Regions from separate parts of the Macaca mulatta genome. Here region 2 is linked to region 1. Evidence: chromatin contacts called from public Hi-C data. All regions are on one chromosome and are shown on one strand. Each heading gives the region's core, a stretch centred on a gene start, on an enhancer-like site or on the middle of the called end of the contact. The rest is flanking DNA. Distances are from core to core; before and after follow the strand shown.

Region 1 (3,842 bases), core at 1,036-3,535:
AGGCAGTTGACATGTCTCATAGTCTAAATGTAGTGGCAAGCAGGGGGTGGTACAATGATGAAAAAACTGCCATTCATTCTTGTGCAAAGGAAAGGTGTTTCTTAGCATATTCCAACCTATGTTCAGACTGGAGTTGGGTCTTTGGGGTTGAAGGTCAAATCTGTGAGGTCAAAGCTATTTCTTGTCAATCTTCGTTCACTAATGACACATGAATTGGAAATTAGAACAAAGTAAGTAAAACGAATAGCCAGAAGGTGAGTGTCTGTTTTATTACTCAGAAGAGCTGGGAAATCTGGCCAATTGTTGCCCTATGTGGCTTGAATGACAGTTGTTAAGTTGAAAAAGGGACAGTGTGATGGGAATGCCACTTTAAATCTCAATTACCTCCTCCACTCCAATCAGCTTGGTAGAGCTTTAATGAAGTGCAATTCTCTGTCCTTTTCCTCATACTTCTATCTCTAGAATAAGCCTCACATTCAAGTTTGACAGCAGTACAATCAGTTTTCCATTCATCACTGGCCCTGTTTTAACCCTGCTGAAAAAGGGCCTAATGTACGTGGCAGTGATGGCAATTAGGCAGAAAAGTAATATTAGAAACAGACAAAAGCCTGAGTCTTTTAGCATTACAGGTGTTTTTTTTTTTTTTTTTTTTTTTCAGCCTGTTCTAGACATAAAGGAATAGGCAGTGTTGTTAAGTTCCCTTCTTCAGTCTTCTCTTAAGCTGAAAGTCCAACGATTTCAAGATTCAATTAATTAGAGACATGGAGAGCCAAAGTACAAGGTAAAAGCTAAGTTCTTTCTAACTGAAGACACACTTAGTAATTGGCCCCTTATTCAAATGGATATCTTCTGGGTGTATGTTTAATAAGGTTGATAAAAACTCGTCATTTCCTCATTAGGATAGCACATGAATACACTCTGTATGTAGAAAAGAAATCTTAAAGAGAACAAACAGGAAAATATCAATCTGTTAAATATAGGAATGTAAAACATAAAAATTCAAAAGCCTGAGAACTATAACTTTGCAGGATGGTGCGGGGCGGGGGGTGGGTATGTTAAATGCATTGTGTGTGTGTGTCTCTGCACGCGCGAATGAATGAGTGTGTAAGCTGAGAATTTTTTTTTTAAGACAAATCTTGGCTCTTCAATCAGTTTATCTAGGAATGTAAAATATTTAAGCAGTTGAGTTTTATAACCTGGATCAACGGTGTTTACTATGACTTTAAAAAAAAAAAAACACAAAGATGGATGACACATTTAAATGGCTTTCTCATATGGAAACAAAAGCAAGGTTTCCAAATCTATACATTTGTGTCTGCATGTGTAAGTATCCATGTAATAACCATGCATGTATCTTTACACAGAAAAGTCACATACATGTGTTTAGGTACCCACAATGTATTCTTTTATCTAATTCTGTTTGTAAGTGTGTCCATACAATGTGTGAAATCTTAGGAAACAGAAAAGTTCATATATTTTTGCACGTGCATTTAATTGTTATATATGTTTTCCTAACGGTTCTTTTTATGCCAATTTAAAAAATGTCAGCCAGGTTGGGGTGTTTTTTTGTTTTGTTTTGTTTGATAGATTCCACAGGAACATGTGGCATCGGTGTAAGGATCTTGTTTAAGAGAATGGAGGCTTGGAGGAAAAAAAAAAAAACAGATGCAGCAATTAGGCGGCTCTTGCTGCTCATTGGGGAGGTGACACAAGTGGGTGATAGTGGCTTTCACCTCTCACACTCCCTTCTCTCCTGCCTGATTCCTAGAACAATCCCTGTCAGAAACACTCTTTGAAAAAGGCTGCATTAGACAATGGCTCTTCACCCTTATTTTACGCTTTAAGTAGTGGAGCAGAATGCTGTAAGGGGCTGAAAACAAGGCGTAATCTGAGAAAGACGCGCAGGCATTGTTATAACTGTGAAAACCAGAAGAGCCCCTTTCAGAGCCGTGACTGAAAGTGCTCGGAAGACCTTTAGTCCTTTGCACTCTCCCAATCACCAATTAGACAAACATTAACATCAATTAAGCTGTTATACGGCACAGGTTCCATATAATTACCTTAATGGGTTGACGCTTTCTTTAGCAGCAATTTCTTAAACAAACTTCATCTTTTGTGCAACAGGCTAAGAAAATTTTCAGCAGGGAGCATTTCCTTTTGTCAAGTTTTCTAAAGAGACAGCTGAATTGTTCTATTTAACAACAAACACCTTCACTAAGGACCCTCGTCTTGTCCCCGTTCCCACCACATTTGACTACTAGGCTCAAAGCTTATTAACCATCAGAGACAAAAAAACGGACTGGCCAGGGGAGCCCAGACACATGCAGGGCGGGCAGTACACAAAGGACCAGTGAGTCTGGCACCGGTTTGCAAGCAGACCCTCGGAGAAAGCACCAATTGAATTAGTTGCCTATTTAGTATCCAAAGCGCCAGATCCGTCCTTACCAAAAGCACAAAGAAAATGAAATAGAAAAACAGGATCTTGCTCATAAAACAAGACAAATCTGTCTAATTTATTTTGTACCAGTAAGTGCTAATTAAATGCAAGCTACTCAGAGTCTTCCTGTTCCTGCCTCACCTAATTCGCTTAGAATCACGACAATGCCAGTCTGATTTTTCCCCCTGTTTAACAAACATTCATTTGAAATGTACTCAAATACAGCTATAAAAATACAACCCTTATATCACTTCTATTTTTACTTTATATAAAGTCCATGTGTTTTTACTCTGTTGTGAAATTATTTGGTGGGGGGAGCTCTTGGCAGAAACAAGTCCTTAAACTATCCTTGTGCATCATAATGAATAAACAACTTGAGATGCATATAATGAACTATAATTGTCCCCCCCTCACAGGGTTGGAGTAATGTATGTAACCAAATTTCACAGCAATTCATTAAAAGTCAGAAGCCTGACTCTTCCATGTACAGTTTTTAAAGCAGAATGTGGTTAAAAAATAAAATTAAAAAGTATAAAATATGTACTAAATACTTATAGCAAACCAAGAAATGTTCTCTCTCTCTCTCTCTCTTCCGTTCTCTCCTTCACATCCTTACTGCTCATTTTCACATACCTGATTATAACAATAACCTTGGGAGCAGGCAATTCATTTTACATCTTTAAGGTCAGTGCTTGGGCTCCAAAGACAAGTGTTTGCTCCATTTAGTCCTGCCCTAGTGAAACCCCAACCCCTCTTTGGGTCAAAAGCTCAAGACCACAAAATTAAAAGATGATGTTGAACTTACGTTTAGATTTTGACCAAAGGCCACTGCCACCCATGGCCAGAGGACTTTACAGGGGATGAATTCCAGACACAGAAAGATATGCAATTACAAAATAATGCTTCTCAACTGTATTGCCAAAAATTCGCATTTTAAAAAATATGTATATGACTGGGGTTAATTTATCTACAGTATCAAATTGGTAACCTATTTCCTGAAAAGTTTTATGATTATAAAATAAAATTATGATAACCTCACCGAAAGTTCTCCCTTAGTAAATTTATAAAGTGATGTTTTTCATTCTAGTATTTGTCTATTATTTATTAAAAATTAGTCTTTTTCACTAAATTTATACTTTATAGTTAAAAAACATAATTTGAGCGTTCCTGGATTACTAACTATCTTGGTGTCTCATGACATTACTTTAAATATAAAACTGTATTGCTCCTATTTTTTTCATTGGTTATTTCTGTCTGCTCCAGCGCAAATACAGCTACAAATTGGGAATACCACACATAAATAGTGGGAAGCCCAAGTAAAGAGCTTCCATCACTGAATTTTCTCTGATTGGAGCTCAGCCACTCATGATATAGCATGAACATATAAGATTAAATCAGGAAAGGC
Region 2 (4,128 bases), core at 289-2,788, 140 kb before region 1:
TTGTCATTCATCGTTATCTGCAGCTCTGAAAGATACAGCTACAAACATGTTTACAGAAAGAGCATAGTATTATAAATGACTAGACTCTTAGAAGTAAAATTTTTCATTCAGTGAATTGAACTAGTGTAGACATTAAAGTGTTTGGAAAGAACCACCAATTCACTTTGTTATCTCCTCAGGTTTTTGGCTATCAGAGGATTAATACATCTGTTTCCTTTCTGGCAATTACTATCCAATAACCCTGAAACATAGGTCAACTTTTTCAGAACCTTATATTTCACTATTGTAGCACTCAATTATTTAATTATAAGTAAATGCTATAAAAATGTAAAAATATAGGCTGCGTGCGGTGGCTCTCTCTTGTAATCCCAGCACTTTAGGAGACCAGGACGCGTGGATCATGAGGTCAGGTGTTCAAGACCAGCCTGGCCAAGATGGTGAAACCCTATCTGTACTAAAAAAATACAAAAATTAGCCAAGAGTGGTGCCAAGCACCTGTAATTCCAGCTACTCGGGAGGCTGAGGCAGAGAATTGCTTGAACCCAGGAGGCGGAGGTTGCAGTGAGCCGAGATCGCGTCACTGCACTCTAGCCTGGACGACAGAGCGGGACTCCATCTCAAAATAAATAAATAAATAAATAAAAATAAAAAGTAAAAAATAAAAAAATTAAAAATGTAGATGATAAAACTACTTCAGTTTATGAAATTTATGGAATGTGAAGTTTTGTTATCCATATGTAAGTATAATTTCTATGTCGTACCTATAGGTTTAACTTTTAAAATGTGTCTTTTAGGACATGATATTGATACGTTCTTTCCTCAAATACAGCTGAATTCTCAATGAGAAGGAGCTTAAAAAATAAATAAAAAAATTGGATGATCAATTTAAATCACGGTGATTATTATGAGATGGCTAAATATGATTTAAACCACACGCGCTGAAATGGGGATTAAATAAAATTCCTCTCTTCCCTTCACTACCAATCATGACCTCTTGGCGGCTCCACTTCCGCTATTGGCGTGGTCGGCCTTAGCCTTCAGAAAATAAAGGGTTTCCTTCACATGTTCGTTTTGTGTTTACCTTACGGATTTCCTCTTTTAGGAAGATAAGAAAATTAGTTTTGTATTTCAACTGCTTCTCTGTATTGAAACGGAATGGTGAAAATACAGCTGTTTGAAACATACTGTGAGCAAAAAGGCAATGAAATATTATTTTTAAGAAGAGTTATCAAAATCAGGGTGCCAATCACTCTTAGAAGCAGGGTAAAAATAACTTGCACTTCAATATTTATATTTATATTTATTATAAGAAAAAAGTTTCTTTTTGTGGAAAGAAGGTGCAGAAAAGGGCACAGTATTAGCTAAATATTGTACCTTAGAACATCAGTCATTTCCTTCTCAATAGTACTGAAAGGGTCTAATTTATAAGTTTTTCCATCTCCCTGTTATGCTGGTTTGTAAGTTCTGACACTGCTACTGGTATGTTAATGAGAAGCTAGCGTTCCATTAAGAGAAAACCATATGCTCTGCTGCCTACTGTGAAAGAGAAAGCATGTAATGTGGCTGTTGCCTTAGTAACACATTAATTCATTTTGTCAGTGTTGGCACAGATCATTTCATTTATAAGAAAACAAGTATAATAGTTTACCACATCTATAATATTTACAGTGTTTCTGTTACAAAACAGTGACAAAATGAGTTTAAAAAATAGAGTTGGTATAATATCATTAAAATATGGAATTTGTGGTAAAAATTTCCCTGTAAAAATGAAAAAAAATAAAGATTGGTGTAAAATTTCTTTTCACAATCCTACTTAAAACATTTTAACACCAAACTGTTTGCTTTTTAGCATATTTGTATTATACTAATAACGTGCGTCTGCTGCAAAAAATTTAGTCCATGAAAAACACAAGTGCATTAACAGTTTTTAATGAATGCTAAACAAAATATTTCATACAACAGTTTTGTTAAATTACAACCATTATAAACCTAATCGTATGCTAGTGTGTTACTCATAACAAGGCTAAACATTTATCTAGTTTTATCTGTTCTTCCAGATGTTTATTAGTATTCTAGCACTCCTAAAATATTTAAATTAAACCACTCCATTTTCTCATGTGAATGCATTTTGGGTTTTATTCATAGAAGATCTAGTCACATGTATACCTAAATAAATATAGTACACTGTATATGCTTTATGCACAAGTGATACTTAATGTGAATTGAGATAATCCAAAAGCATGATAAGGGAGAGAAGTGATTAGAGGAAAGACAAGTTCCTGTTTATTAAAGTCTGCACCTGCAGCAGGGTATCAGTTCTACCCATCCTTAGGGTATTCCACACCTGTAAACACACATTCTTAACAACAAACATTTTGCATCTGTGATGTTCACCTACTTTTTTTAACCAATAAAAAGCTAACTGTGTACAAGATAGCGAGCAACTATCATTTATTAGTTTATGGAGTGATTTAGGTTTTATGTCATTTCAAAGGAAGCATTTATGCATTTACATAAGTTATACAAATGGGTGCAAACCACTGTGAAGCTGGTCATCTAAGTAATGAATGGCCAATTATACTTTCAACAGTAAGAAATACCTTCCTAAAATACCAGTGTTCAATGGGTTCATCCAAAGCCTCATGAACCAAATGTGAGTGTTTTTGTTTTTGCTCTCCTGACTATCATCACGGCAATGCTCCCACGTTTAATGGGATTCTTTCTAATTAGAACCCAAGACCAGAGAGTACTTTTAAGAGTCTCCTTTACAGACCTGCAATGTGAATACTCTGGGAGACACTTAAGAAAATAAAATTTATGATTAGCTTTGATGAAAATGACTTTAGTTTTAACTTCATAATATCTCTGCTTTGATATGAGTAAAATAGTTTGAATGGCTACATCACCAGAAGAGAAAATATAACCAAACATCAATGTGATTTTATATGATGAAGAATTAAATGTCTCTGAAATGTAATCATATCACATTGACTTACCCAATAAAAGTAACTTAATGAAGTATTTTATCTAATTCATATGTTTTTGCTTATTAGTTTGTGGTGCTTGAAAAAATAAAGCTGTAAACTTTTCAAGATCCTTCTTTTAACTCATGCTATTTCTGTCAATAAAACTGGTTTGTCAGCAGTTAAATGACACCACATTTATGTTTTAAGTACACTAAATTATGGGTAGCTTTATAATGAGATTCACTGATTAGACTTACTATAAATAATATGATACATATTACTGTGATTTTGGTTAAATCAAAAATTATCTTGAGGTGTATATCACCTCAAATTTTAAATCATTTTGATCTTAACAGTTTTATTGCTGTCCATTCCTCCCTCCAAAAGCCTTCAATGATTCCAAAGTTCTTAGAATCAATGACTTCGTTTCTCTATAAAAATCAATATAGAAAATAAGGTTATAAACTGGCAAATATATATACACACATACATATACCTATATATGTATATATTTTTCTACTACTTAATACATTATCTTCTTTTGATAAAACCACATATTTTATATTTAATATTGCCCTAGTGAATTATCTTATTACTTTCCCATAATGATTTCCAAAATCCACATTTAATTTTAAGAGCAAAGGAAACTATTGTTGTACCTACATGACCATGAAAAAAAAGAAATACAAAATCAGAGAAAAAGGATTTATTATGTTTGCATATATTATACCCTACAACTAAGTTAACTAGTCTTTCTCTGCTGGTATTATCAATACAGAAGTTATGACGGCCAAGTGCACTCAAGGCCAGAGTGCTCTCTTTCTCTCTCTCTCTATATATGTATATATATATACATATACACACACATATTTGAGTCTAAGGAGGTCAATTCTGGTAATATAAATTATTATGCTGCTTCATAACTATGTACCCACAATATTATAAAATAGATTCGGTCTTTAATACACAAATACTATTTACTATAACCACTGTTTGAAATTTAGATGTGAAATATAACCAATACATGAGATAAAAATTGCTATTTTGAACCTATGTATTTTAAAAACTATGAAGGAGCATGTAGTAAATACTATTAAAAATCAGCATTAAAATGTATTTTAAATGATAACATATGAAATAATACATGCTTCATAAATGCTTG

Evidence for each region. Hi-C and Micro-C count contacts between places; a contact is called where the count stands out from the background.
Region 2: a Hi-C map of fetal cortex germinal zone shows a contact between it and region 1, with 3 times the contacts expected there. The contact joins two enhancer-like sites. A contact is called at or near these places in 2 of 14 Hi-C or Micro-C datasets (fetal cortex germinal zone and fetal cortical plate).

What each region holds. Positions count from the first base shown.
Region 1 is chr7:102,496,179-102,500,020 of T2T-MMU8v2.0, reverse strand. No RefSeq gene overlaps it. Among named protein-coding and RNA genes, the nearest start is that of PRKD1, 550 kb to the left of the region's middle. Within about 2 kb of position 2,285, at least 9 of the 40 cell types and tissues checked have an H3K27ac peak or open chromatin away from gene starts, as enhancers often do. A contact at or near this core is called in fetal cortex germinal zone, where this site is marked.
Region 2 is chr7:102,636,686-102,640,813 of T2T-MMU8v2.0, reverse strand. No RefSeq gene overlaps it. Among named protein-coding and RNA genes, the nearest start is that of PRKD1, 410 kb to the left of the region's middle. Within about 2 kb of position 1,538, at least 7 of the 40 cell types and tissues checked have an H3K27ac peak or open chromatin away from gene starts, as enhancers often do. A contact at or near this core is called in fetal cortex germinal zone, where this site is marked.